Regions from separate parts of the Mus musculus genome. Here all the other regions are linked to region 2. The links are chromatin contacts, called in public HiChIP or PLAC-seq and promoter capture Hi-C maps. All regions are on one chromosome and are shown on one strand. Each heading gives the region's core, a stretch centred on a gene start, on an enhancer-like site or on the middle of the called end of the contact. The rest is flanking DNA. Distances are from core to core; before and after follow the strand shown. Region 1 holds the start of Bmp6 (bone morphogenetic protein 6). Region 2 holds the start of Bloc1s5 (biogenesis of lysosomal organelles complex-1, subunit 5, muted). Region 3 holds the start of Dsp (desmoplakin).

The links. HiChIP or PLAC-seq counts read pairs in DNA pulled down with a chosen protein or histone mark. Capture Hi-C pulls out chosen DNA fragments and counts their contacts.
Region 1: a promoter capture Hi-C map of liver shows a contact between it and region 2. The contact joins the promoter of Bmp6 here to the promoter of Bloc1s5 in region 2. A contact is called at or near these places in 4 of 39 promoter capture datasets (embryonic stem cells, frontonasal cranial neural crest, neural stem cells and 1 more), 11 of 484 Hi-C or Micro-C datasets (cerebellum, cortical neurons, embryonic fibroblasts and 6 more), 8 of 115 datasets of contacts at active chromatin or transcription factors (astrocytes, craniofacial prominence, differentiating embryonic stem cells and 3 more) and 2 of 9 other capture datasets (adipose tissue and liver).
Region 3: a contact with region 2 is called in an H3K4me3 HiChIP or PLAC-seq map of craniofacial prominence, with 4 times the contacts expected there. The contact joins the promoter of Dsp here to the promoter of Bloc1s5 in region 2. A contact is called at or near these places in 3 of 39 promoter capture datasets (cranial neural crest, hippocampal neurons and second pharyngeal arch cranial neural crest) and 4 of 115 datasets of contacts at active chromatin or transcription factors (astrocytes, craniofacial prominence, embryonic basal ganglia and 1 more).

Annotation. Positions count from the first base shown.
Region 1 is chr13:38,344,009-38,348,350 of GRCm38.p6, forward strand. Bmp6 (bone morphogenetic protein 6) reads left to right here and starts at 1,708. Exons shown (of 7, transcript NM_007556.3): 1 at 1,708-2,579. The coding sequence starts at 1,925. It overlaps Gm47990 (a long non-coding RNA gene), which reads left to right. Exons shown (of 2, transcript XR_003950672.1): 2 at 1-115.
Region 2 is chr13:38,633,362-38,637,745 of GRCm38.p6, forward strand. Bloc1s5 (biogenesis of lysosomal organelles complex-1, subunit 5, muted) reads right to left here and starts at 1,731. Exons shown (of 5, transcript NM_139063.3): 1 at 1,575-1,731. The coding sequence starts at 1,680.
Region 3 is chr13:38,148,311-38,152,676 of GRCm38.p6, forward strand. Dsp (desmoplakin) reads left to right here and starts at 2,984. Exons shown (of 24, transcript NM_023842.2): 1 at 2,984-3,484. The coding sequence starts at 3,279.

The sequences.
Region 1 (4,342 bases), core at 458-2,957, 290 kb before region 2:
TTCATACTTGTACAGTGTCCTGGACAGAAGAAACGGTGCACGCTTTTGATGTCTCTAGCATCCTAGCAACAATTATCTAAAATGTTTCAGACCCCATAAACCAATACTGAAAGTGGGTGGCTTATTTTCTTTCCTAATCCTTCCATTCTTGTCAGGTGAAAGACTCACATGTTTAAAGGGCATTTGCTTCTACCATCTAGAGATGAGTGGCCATTTGAGCCATGAATTGACATGTTTATTGGTAGAAGGCAGTGTTGGGAGTGGTCCCAGTTTGTTCAAGGATAGAAGCAACCTGTGTTGAGGGCCCTGTTTATTATCCTGGCTATTTTCTATACTTTCCAGGCTTCTGCCCTGGCTGAAGGCCATCTTTACCACCGTCTTTACGTTTTACCTGGAACGGTGTGTCTAATAATTGCATTTCAGCTCATTAAGATGCAATTGCCAACGGCAACTGCATTGAGAGACTAGCAAGAGGATGGGGAAGGCTTTCCTCGTAACACTAGCAGATCGTAACCCCTTTCGTTTGGGTTGTAGTTTAAGAACTCAAATGCAGCCCAAACGAAGAAATAAATTGAAATATCCGACTGGAAACCTCCAGGACTCTGGTTTGGCTTGTCCTGCCCTCTTTGCAGCTAGTGTGTGAGCAGCTTCCTCGCAGGGTGTGTCTTAACTTACAGCAGCTGCCTTTGAGAGCCACGTGTCTGCTAAACGCCTACATTCCATCAATAAGAGAAACTGAGCAGAGAAGGAGAAAACTGTCATACTATTTTCTCCTTCGGTAACGGCATGGATTAAATAGCTGTGTTTGCTTTTATTTAGCAGAGGAAGAAGAAAGTTTAGATCGGGGTCGTGATCGGATCTGTCTTCCTAGCAATGACCTCTTTGCCTTTCTTACCCGCCCAAGCAACTCCTGATGCCTCCAAGAATTCTGTGTGCTAGAAACCTACGCTCGCTAGGCAGAGGCAAGGCCCTGGGAGAAGGGAGGGTGAAAGAAGGGGGTGGGCCTATGTAAATAGCCCGCAAGAGTCACCTCTCCATTGGCTGGTAGCCTGTCCGTTACCGAGTAGGGCAGGGCGTTCCTGGGCTTGAGTGCGGTACCTGAGCGAGACGCGCAGCAGAAAGCCCACGTTGGCGGCGGCCGGGAGCGCAGTGCGCAGAGGCGGGAGACTGCGAATCCCCGAGCCGACGCCGCAGCCTGCGTTCCGAGTTCCGCTCCTCGTCTCTCTCATCGCCTCGGAGAGCGGGATCCTCCGGGCACCCGAGAGACTGCCGAGAGGAAAGCTAGATCGTGGCCGCCTCCACTTGGGGAGGCGCGCGGAGATTCCGAGGGGGAGAGACGGTGCCCGAAGGCGGAGGGGCGCTGAGTTTCGGACCAGAGGGAAGTTAAAACCGCGCGGAGAAAATTGGCTTTTTAGGACGCAGGGACGCCACAGCCTGGGACCCACAGGGGAGTAAACTTCACGACTGTCCTACAAGCCAGGAGAGGCGTGCGAGGGGATGGTGCCCGGCATCGCCTCCACCTCTTGATCTGTCGTCTCCGGCCCCCCTCGGCCAGCCGCCTCTGAGGGTTCAGGGCAGCGCACGTGTGCAGACTGCGAGTGACCGTGCCGTGACCCGCCCGGGGACGCCGGCTGCAGCGCAGTCCTGCCTAGGACACACCTGGCTCACTCAGCCCGTGCGCCTCCAGAGACCTGCGGGAGAGTGGAGGATCCTGGCCGTCGCCCCGTCGTCTCTTCTCCACCCGGGCTTCTGGGGGCGCCGCGGATGACCATGAGAGATAAGGACTGAGTGCCAGGACCGGGAAGAGAGCCCGCCGAGAGGTGGCGGGGGCTGCCCACTCCGAGGGCCACAGCCTCCGCGCTCCGGCCTCGCTCCGCCGCTCGACGCCTCGCGGGCCCCGCGGGGGCAGCCGGGCTGGGCGGCGATGCCCGGGCTGGGGCGGAGGGCGCAGTGGCTGTGCTGGTGGTGGGGGTTGCTGTGCAGCTGCGGCCCCCCGCCACTGCGGCCCCCTCTGCCGGTAGCCGCGGCCGCCGCCGGGGGGCAGCTGCTGGGAGCCGGCGGGAGCCCGGTGCGCGCTGAGCAGCCACCGCCACAGTCCTCTTCTTCGGGCTTCCTCTATCGGCGGCTCAAGACCCACGAGAAGCGGGAGATGCAAAAGGAGATCCTGTCGGTGCTGGGGCTCCCGCACAGGCCGCGGCCCCTGCACGGTCTCCAGCAGCCTCAGCCCCCGGTGCTCCCGCCACAGCAGCAGCAGCAGCAGCAGCAGCAGCAGACGGCCCGCGAGGAGCCCCCTCCAGGGCGGCTGAAGTCCGCTCCACTCTTCATGCTGGATCTCTACAACGCCCTGTCCAATGACGACGAAGAGGATGGGGCATCGGAGGGTGTGGGGCAAGAGCCTGGGTCCCACGGAGGGGCCAGCTCGTCCCAGCTCAGGCAGCCGTCTCCCGGCGCTGCACACTCCTTGAACCGCAAGAGTCTCCTGGCCCCGGGACCCGGTGGCGGTGCGTCCCCACTGACTAGCGCGCAGGACAGCGCTTTCCTCAACGACGCGGACATGGTCATGAGCTTTGTGAACCTGGGTAAGGATTTTGGGGGTAGCATCGCGCGGAGGGTAGATCCCTCCTTTGCAGTCTCCTGGGCTCAGGTGGTGGGAAGAGGTGGAGGAGCGCGCGCGTGCGCGCGCGGCGGGGATGTGGGACAGCTGGTGCTCCGGACACCTGCGCGGCCGAGTGCTCGCCTGCGCTCCGCTGCAATGGGAGGAGCTGGAACACGCAGAGGTGCCCGCAGAGGTTGTCTTTTTCGGGGAACATGGGGCACTTTTCCCTGTATTCTTATTTCTGACGAGCTCGGGCCACTTCAACGCAAATGAGTTTGGCCAAGGTTCCTAAGAATAAGGTCCTCTGCACTCTTTCCCCTCTGAACTGTCCTCCATTGCCCCCTGGACGTTCGGAGTGCCGCTTTACCCATAGTGACCGTCAGGGAATCCCCCAGCAGTTGAGAACTCCGAGAACCTGATCTGAATGCTTTAGAGAGATTCACAGGTGTTGAGGAAGGAGGGCTTCGGTGGCTGAGGAAGGTCCCACCAGGACCTTGGAAGGTGTGCCAATCCCCGCCAGGCGGGGCTTGCGTCAGTATGGGGCGAGATTCCAGCGCAATTGGGGTAATCCACCCAGTGCCTGCGCTCTCATGCCCTTGGCCATTGTCCCAAAAGGTTGACCCTTCAATCAATGCTGTCCAAGCTCCTGGGGGCAGAGAAAGGGTGCGGGGGTAGGGGCCAGGGTTGGCCGCTGAGCTCTACTGAACTCCGTTGCCAGGCAACAGAATGGAAAGTCGAGGGCGGCTAAATTGGGCTCTGCCACTAATGTTCTGTGGCAAACCCAGACAGAGTCACGTCCCCCCCTCCCCGAAGTTTTCTCTCATCTGTAAACAGAAAAGGGAGGTGGGGTAAGAAAGACTGCGGAGTCAGTGCTTCTGAACCTTGCTAGTTTTTATTCATAAACTTAGTATAGAGCAAGGATGTAGGAGGCACGTCCCTAGTGGGTAGACCTGGGGAAGTAGACACACCCAGAGTGGCTGCAGCCGCCCCTGGGTTTCTGTGAGGCTTTTTCTCCCTGGGGGAGACCCATGCCTGTGCCCAGGTCTCAGAAAGGGTTAGCATGAGCTTGCCAAAAGGCCTATCAGAGCCGTCCATCTTCTTCAAGCCAGGAGTGATGACCCAGTGTTAAGTATCTAATTTAGTTCTTTGCGAGTGTATCTAGGATCCTTAGTTCCGCCTAGGTGGAGTCCAGTGAGAGAGAGAGAAAAAAACGAAATAAGAGTAGCAAGCTAATGGAGCAGGCAAGTGTGGAGGCAGAATGACCAGTATCCAGGCAGTGCTGAAACCCTCCTGGGAAATTCATGAAACTCGAGTCTCACAGTGAGTGGAGGCTCAGGGCCTGCCAACCGGGCTACTTGCACCACCAGGGGATCTGATTGGACAAGAATTCTCACAGTGTATTGGAATCAAGGCTGAGCTACCTCCAGGAAGCATTCTAAGGAAATTGTCTCTCATGTCACTCAGTGAAACTTGCTGATGATGGGGTGGTCAGGGCTTCCGAGGACCATGATTGTTCTTATTGTAGCATGGGCTGATTCTTTTCATTTCCTAGGCCTCAGCCCTGGCTGACCTTCGTGTCACTTTGGGCCTAAAAAGTTCTTGGGTGCTGGGACTGGCCCTCTTCAAACCCAGAGATTGGCAGAATCCTGTGGGTGAGCTCAGACAGATTTTAATTTTTTAAAAGTTCCTTAGATTTTTTTTTTAAGTGTGCTACCATGGTGAAGATGTCTGAAGAAAGCATCATTC
Region 2 (4,384 bases), core at 481-2,980:
TCAAAATAAAAAACAGAAAAGGGAGTTGGTAATGTAGTCTCTAGTAGTATGGTATTTGTCTAGCATGTGGGAGGCCTTGGCTTGGCTTCCAGTACTGGGGGAGTAAAAACAGTACTGCTTCAAAATTTAAAACTTCCGCCTCAAAGACACAATCAACAGAATGATAGGCAACCAGGCAAGTGAGAAAAATGCCTGCAAACACCTGCTATGGGTACTGAGGAGACAGATGTGTGTGTGTGTGTGTGTGTGTATGTGTGTGTGTGTGTGTGTGTGTGTGTGTGTGTGTGCGCGTGTGTATCAGCATTAATGGTATAGCGGCCAGCAAAGTTGCCTTTCAAGAATATATCAAGAACTATAACTCAATAACAGAATCTACTTACACGAGCAAAGGACTTAAATGGATATTAGATGACTACCTAAAAAATGGGTAGTCAGTTAAGCACATTAACCAAATATTAGAGGAAATGAAAATCACAACAGGGAGTGTCATCTCACACGCATTAGAATAACTAGTACCAAAGACAAGAGTTGGTGATGACAGGTGACTAGAAAATGGTATAGCAAATACAGAACATGCCAACTCCTCAAAAAGTTTAAAGAATAATCAAATGACCCAAAAATCCACTACTGGAGATACAGTCCCAAGAACTGAACACAGGACCTCCGAAGGATGTCTATATATTCATATTCAAAACAGCCTTATTTCCGAGAGTGGAGCTGTCCAAGTCCTCAGAGGCACTGGACCAGTCAAATTCACAGTGGCATGAGGAGTTATGGTTTAATGCATACAAAGTTTTGCAAGATGAAAAACATTTGCGGATGGAGTCATGGTGGCCCAACAACAGCCATACAACGACTAATCTTCACTGAGATTGCACAGAGAAAGAATTCTAACTTAGTCTTAACACACACACACAATACTACTGGATCCCAAATTAAACCTAAGAAACAATGTGAAACACAGTTTAAACAGTCGCAGCCAGCTCAGCTGGGGCCGCCCACAGATCTGGTAAGAGTAAAATGGGAACCGCACAGATGGTAAGCCACCACTCTCCAGGCAGTGTAGGACTGTAGCCCAAAGTTGGTGGAATAGGCGGGTTGAGCAGGGAGTTGAGGGAAGCAGTGGAAACTGCAATTGGAGGCTTCTTCGCGGTTAACGGGGACTTCTGAGGTTTAGGAATTAAAGCTAGTTGTTATTGTAATAATTTAGGTCGAAATCTACTAAGGCTGAAAGGGGACAGCTCAGACCGGTACACTGTATGGTACTGAGCGCTGTGTTTCAGGACGTTTTCCCAAGTGTTCTTCCTGGCATGACCCCCAAGGCGCAGAGGACAGAGGACGAGAGGGTGAAGGACCGAAGTCACCCTACTACGTGTGGGGCTCCAACTAGTTCCCATTCTCCGCTTGTGCGCCCTTCGCCCATTGCACGTAACTGGGTCCTGCGAGCTGGGACCTTTCGTCTCGAGGCGGGCCAGGCAGCTGAGGGCTACAGGGGAGCCGGGGAGCACCAGGAGGGGCGGTCCCCAGCACGCTGCCCCCACCCCGCACGGAGGACCACGCCCTCCACTCCGTACCCTTGATAATGAGGTGCGCCGCACCCGGAGTCCCCAGTGAGTCCCGCTTCTTGCCGCCCTGGGCGGCGTCGCACGCTACAGGGGTCTCGGTGCCTCCGCCACTCATCCCGACCAGTTCCGCCCACCCGCGGCGTCCACGGCGCAGGCACGGACCTTTAGGGAGAGAGACGCTCTGGTGTTACGTCATCACAGGGCGTCGGAGTCGTTGGGTTCGGGGAAGGCGCCGGGAGTGTAGCCGATGCGGCCATGCTGGATGAGGGCAGATGATCTGCGTATGGGAGGTGTTTGAAAATTACTTGTTTCTCGGTTATCCCATCCTACGCCGGTAGGAACTAAACTCACTATGGTTGGAGCAAGGCGCGGCGAGCAGAAGAATAACAGTAGTAGTATATACATAGTTTCTACATTGTTACTGGCCACCACTATTTTATAAAGCATTTTGACATGTATTGTCACCTTAGGGTCATCATAGCAACCTGAGGAGACAGATCATAATTTTTTTAACAAATAAAGCAACACGGTTAGAGGTTAAGAAACTCGTTTTTGTTTTGTTTAGGTTTTTTGTTGTTGCTTGGTTGGGTGTTTGAGATGGTCTCCCTAAATTAGACTAATAAGTGCTGACATTTGATATATTCCATAATGTTCATTTTCTCAACAAATTGTCATGCTTCAAAGAGAGCAATGCACGGCCTCCCAGTGGTTTTTACCTCCTCATCATCCAGGGGTTCTTCCTTAGGACTCAGCTGTGACCGCTTCCTCCGCTACTCTCTTCTGAACAATGAACAATGTCATCCTAAAGGGTCTTAGTCCAGTCTGAAGGAGGAACGTAAAGCGACATAAACGGCAGGAAGAGGAATCGTTCCATACCTGTGGATACTAGCTGTTGAGGGGATCAGGAAAGACTTCCCAGAAAAGACCAGTGTTTGTCTCCAGTCTTGAAGTGAGACATGGAGAGAATAACTAGGTGAAGCAGGAATTGGGGGATTATCGCAGAAGAAATGGTAAACCCCCAAAGGAGGACAAATAAAAAATTTAATTTCCTAGCTTTTTAATCAATATGTAGAAATCATAGTTTTCAAAGACATTTGTTATTCTCCTCACTTCCAAGAAATTTCATATTCATTTTTCTGCATTGTAGAAAAAAATTTCTTTCCCTTTGCATAATTTCCTTTATGACTGTGCACCATGAAGACTCACTACAATATGTGAAATTGAATGCTTTTCTTACATTAATGTGGCTGTTTGTTTTTTTTTTTAAATGTTGATTCTGGATTTCACCTCTGAAATTTGCCAACTCTGTGTTGTGATAAAGAAATTCTAGTTGCCATAATTAACACTTTGGAAATAGAATTGGGTCTTCAGATAGTTTCCAATAAAGCGTCAGCGAAGGCAAAGAAGCCGGAACCTGAGCTCTCTGGATCCCAGCATTCCTGCCCTCCGGCAAGGACATTCTTGGAAGCACGGCTTGGGAATTCCTGCTCTATTTCACCAGTTTCTACTTCCTGTTCTCACCAATACATTGTTACTTCTGGAATAGCAACAAGAAGACAAGGCCAGTACTCAGTACCGATTTGCAGTTACGGCTGACTTATGATACCTGTCATCAACAATGTGACATTTAAAAAATACTTTCTATGACTGAATCTGCGAACACAGACTCGAACAAGGGCTGACTTAGGAAAATCTCCATTTTCAGATGAAGAGACCTAAGGTCAGAAGGGCCACAGCAGTTCCTGCCTTCTCAGTAGAGACATGCCACATGATGGATTGTGAGGATTAATGTCATGTTTTAAGTTTAAATTACTGTGCTTAAAACATTAGAATTATAAAACAAAAAGGCCTGTAAGCCTCCCTTGCCCAAGGAATAACTTCCAGAAATAACTTCCTGGAATCCTTGGGGCTGTTATCCATGTAAGATAACAAATCACGTTTTGCTTCTTCCAACAAGCCTAATTACCCAAACTGCACAGGCTATGCTTGATCACACATAGGTGGGAGGTGTATAGACAGTAAGTCCGTCAGAATAGATGTTTGCTCCTAACCGTACACAGCCCTGTGGGTTTTGCTTTTATAAGCCTCTGACTAAGGTAATTCACTAACATTCTCTAGGCATCCCTGGTATGGACCGGCCCAGTGTCCATTATCCTGGCCAGTATTATAATAAAACTAGCCTCAAATTTTGATCAACATATTTGGTAGTGTTCTTAATTCCCACATGTGAGATTATCAGCACCTCCTGTTAGGAGACGGATTTGTTTCTCTTCACCTTGAATTTGGGCTGGCCTTGTGACTTGACCTTTGACCAGTGGAACACACGGTACTGATGAGTGGGTTCCATTGGACCGGGCAGCATCCTGCTTTGTTTTCTTGCCAGGACACTCTTGCTGGAGTGAGGTCATCATGTGTAGAAGCATACTAATTTAGACACGTGTGGAGAGAGGTTGCAAGGGGAGAACTGAGGCACACCAAGAGTCCCCACTCCTGTCCCAGAGATGTGAGAGTCATTTCCAGCCAGATGCAGTCACATGAGCTGTGTGCACCATCAGAAACTGCTAGATCAACCTGTGCATTGTGAGGAGGGAAATCTATTATTCTAAACAATGTGTCTGTGGCATATGCATGCTTGTGTGTGGTGTATGTATGTGGTGTGTGTGTGTGTGTGTGTGTGTGTGTGTGAGAGAGAGAGAGAGAGAGAGAGAGAGAGAGAGAGAGAGAGAGAGAGAGAGAGAGAGAGAGAGAAACTCAAGGAAGAGCCAAGGACTAAGTAGTGGTCTCAACTCAGTAGAGATTTTGAGGTAAGAGCAGGGAGG
Region 3 (4,366 bases), core at 1,734-4,233, 480 kb before region 2:
AACAAACGTGTGCCACTTACTACAAAGAGATAATAAGGGCACCCATAGGACTCTGAGCCAGTGAATGGTTCCTGTTAACCTCATTGAAACCAAGGTGTTCTGTTTAGAGTTTTACATGTGCTCAGGATAAGGCCGAGGACTATCTCCTAGCTGCAAGGTCATTTCTAAGGTTAACCAGAGACAAGGTTGCCTGTCAGGAAACTGTCTCTGTCACTACATGGGAAGCTATCTACAAGTGGCAGGGGAAAAAATAGCTGACCTCCGTCAGCCCAGCAAGTGAAGACTTCCAGACGCTAAATCTGGTGCTTTTCAACCCCAGTTGTAAGCCAGGCAGTGGTGGTGCATACCTTTCCTTCCAGTACTGGGGGAGGGGGTGTGGTGTGGTGTGGTCTGTGGGGGTGGGGGTGAGGATGTGGGGGAGACAGGAGGTGTCAGTAGGATCTCTGAGATCAGCCTGGTCTACAGAGTGAGCTCCAGGACAGCCAGGGCTACACAGAGAAACCCTGTCTCGAAAACTCAAAACCAATGATCAAACTAACAACAAAACCCACAAATCTGGTTGTAAGAAACAGACCTTTCAGCCCTTTACTGGACCCTCATGGCTCTAAGAAAATCATAGCATACACTGTTGTGATCTCTTTCCAAATCCAGATTTTGATTTCCTTCAGGGCAAGGGCTGGCTGCATCTTACCCACCTTTGTGTGTCTAACATTGAGCCTGTGGGCTGGCCCTCGCTGATATCCAATATGACTCCTCATAGAATGCATGTTAACAAAGAGGAGATTTCTGACCTCGAGATAAAGACGGACACTTCGCATCTAGCCAAGAACTTTTGGTTCAGTAGTTGGCACCCTAAGCTTTGTATATATTTTCCATCTTTAAGAATGATTCCATGTGGTACTTCATCTCTGGTCCTTACTCTAGACGTTGGTAAGGCAGATATTCCATTTTCTGAGCTGAGCTCTAGCCTGAGTGAATTATAACATCATTATGATGATGGTCTTCCGATGTTCGTCCTTTAGCATGACCTGAAACAGCCTAGACAACTAATGTCATGTGTGTGTCTGGAGTCCACCTCCCTAGCATGTCAACCTACTTATTTCACCCTTTTATCTTCCTGGCTCGCCTTAGAGAAAGATAAATGAAATCACAGTCTTCCCAGACAGGCATGTTTGGTTAGTTTTAGAGCCACCAGTATTCTTGGGAAGGCCTGGAGGAGAGCGAGATGCAATGAGGTAGGTCAGGAAGCAAGGATGGCCATAAACCTACATCTGGTGGGCTGTGTTTTCCCATCTTCCCCTGCTTTGTAAATAGATTGACCAGCTGTGAGTCTGGGGAGGGGGGAGTACGGGCAGCCCAGCTACGGACTAACCAATGTGAGCACCCAGATGTGCTAGCTATCTCTGGTGGAGGAGAGCCTTTCTTGCTGTGAGGTGTTTCATAGAAGAATGGATTGTATTTAAGATGAATTTCCAGGTTGACTGTGCATCCTTTTCAGTATTGGAGAAAGGAGATCTCCAAATGGTTGAAACTGAGGTTCTACTATAGTATTTATGAGGACCGTGGCTGTGCGTTAGTCATCGTTGTCTTGCACAGTCTGATACAGGCCCTTCCATACAGTGTGTTATAGTTATCCACTGGACAAACAAGATGCATAAGAAGGAAAACATTCCGAATCAAATTCCGTGCATTATTTGCTGACGACCCAAACGTCTTCCGGATACTATGGGTTGTTTGTGTGGAGGCTGACTTGCGGATACGGATTCTATTTCTAAACAAAGCACTTTTGTCTACAAGCTCTTTGGCCAGGTGAGTTTGTTGTTAGAAACGAGAGGAAATTGATGGTAGTCGAACAGTGGCAGATATGGGTGGTTGAGCTAACCGTGGTAAACTGTTATCTCACTGTGCGTTTGACTCCTTGGATTTAAGTCGGTCTGCTCTGGGCAATCAGGAAGCAAACGTGCAAGCAAGATCTGTTGTCAAAAATTGTGTCCAAAACTTGGAAGTGTCATTGCAGAATTAGATAGGGCACATATTTAGAAAACCTCCTCTTCTCCTTTACAGCATACCAATGTAGTTTGGTATTTAGTTTTTGGGCTGCTTTAACCAGCTCATGAACATTTGAGAAATACATTGTACAAACAGGAAAGCTAACAGACATTATTCAGGGAGACAAGAAATATTTATTACCAAGATCTTTAAGTGGTGTTTACTAGAGAGCATTTAACGCCACCCCAAGTTATCTAAACAGCTTTTAATGGCTAGTGTACAGGGGTCTGTATCTAAAGTCAGTTTATGGAGACTACGGTGTAAATTGCACTCATCTGCTAACTGGGAGTGGCTTTGGAACCAATCGGTGGAATGTGTTACTCATCTGGAACGGTATCTGTTCAGGCTTCATGGGAGCAGAAAGGGACCCAAGTTGGGGCTCAGGAGTCTACAGGGGACAAACGTGCTCATGATTCTTTTAGAGAAATGGAAAACCACGTCTTGTTTCTGTTTCAGGCAAAGTCCTGCTATGAAGCCCAGTCTAGCCTTGAACTAAGTCCCTCATGACAAAATATTTCTGGAGAAGCCCTTTTCGGGATTCTCTGTTAAATTATCTTTTACACAACAGAAATCGAACTCTTGGGGCTATTTAAATAGAAGCTGGCATGGTTTCCTGGGATAAGCAAAAAGTCAACATTTCACTAGAGTCGTCCCATGGAGTGACCCTCCCAAGCCACTTTATTTCCGCCTCTTGGGGGAGTAGGAAATCCTCCAAAGGTGTGCCACTGTGGCTCCTAGAGCCTGAAGCAAGTCCCGCGGGGTCGCAGCCCTCCGACGGGGATCCAGTCGCCAGGTCCCCGCCCCTCGCCTCTGCTCAGGCTTCGGTGGCGCAGGGCGGAGCCGCAGGTTGGGGAGGGCGGCCCCAGGCGTCGGTGACACGCGGGGGGGAGGGCGGGGGAGGCGAGGCAGCCGCACCTCGCCCTGGGAAGAAGCCGACCAGGTGTGGCCTGGGCGCCGGGTGCCAGCGGGGAGGAGACTCGCACCGCCTCGACCAACACCAACACCCAGGCGCGACCCAGCTCCTCTGAGCCCTCGCTGCCCTCCGAGCCACAGCTCCACTCCGGTTCCCGCGCCTAGCCAGTCGCCGTCCCCGTCTCCGCCCTGCTGGAGCGCTGAGCCCTCGCCAGTCCTCCGCGTTCCGCGCTCCTCTCCCGGAGTCCCTCGCGTGCTCCGAGGCGACGCCTCGCGTATGCCGCGGCGCTGAGCGGCTCTCTTGAGTGACCGCAGACATGAGCTGCAACGGCGGCTCCCACCCGCGGATCAACACGCTGGGTCGCATGACCCGCGCGGAGTCCGGCCCGGACCTGCGCTACGAGATGACCTACAGCGGTGGCGGCGGCGGGGGCGGCGGGGGCGGCGGCGGGGGCACCAGCAGGACGTTCTACTCCCACTCCCGGCGCTGCACCGTCAACGACCAGAACTCCGACGGCTACTGGTGGGTATCAGCCCGCCGCCACCTAGCTCAGTCCCAAATCTTGGGTCAGGTAGTGGCCCGCCTCCTGGGCCAACCAGGAAACCCAGGTCTAGGCCGAGGAAAGTGCTTTGCCCCGGGTCACGGAAGCGCAGGAACGGGTGTCCCTACGCCCAGCGCTAGCCAGTGAGAACAGGGAGCTTGGGTGTGTGCTGGGACCCAGGCGACAGTCCTACCGTGAGCCTACGCAGGGTCCCACGGTCCTCACCTCTCTTCTATCCTAGAAGCGGCTCTTTTCCACCTCCACTGTGTAGGGGAGCAATGGACGGCAGGGACGCAGGTCTCTCCTTGGTCGTACCCTCTTCCTCCCCACCCCCGGTTGTCCCTTGCAAAGTGGACCCAGCTGTGATTGCCTTTGTTCCAGACCGCAGGTGGGAGGTCGGGCTAGGCGGAGCTGCGGCCCCAAAACCCAGCTTTCAAACTAACGAAAAATAAAACTTGTGAAGGGGTGGAGTTCCCTTTGCTGCCCGGTGGCCTCGGAGGGACTCAGGACTTGCAACTCATGGTCACCCCAGGGCGACGGCGGCGGAGGCCCTTAGGTTATTGGCCACCCGAGGGTATCTGCATGGAAGTTACACCCTCCACGGAGCCTGAAAGTCCCCTGTCACGCAAATGGGTTCCTTTGTAGGGATAGCCTCTGGGCACGGGCTGCAAACTTGGTCTGTTCCGCTCGCTCCCCTTTCCCCACTCTGGCCACTTGGTCACCGGGATCGCACCGGAGGCTCCGCACCTTTAAAAAAAAATCAGCCTAGTCTCCTGGAGACTTTGTAATAATTGTGGCTCTGGGCTCAGTATTAGTCATCTCTTTGATCTGTATAAAATGGGCTCCAGCTCTGGCTGAGAGGG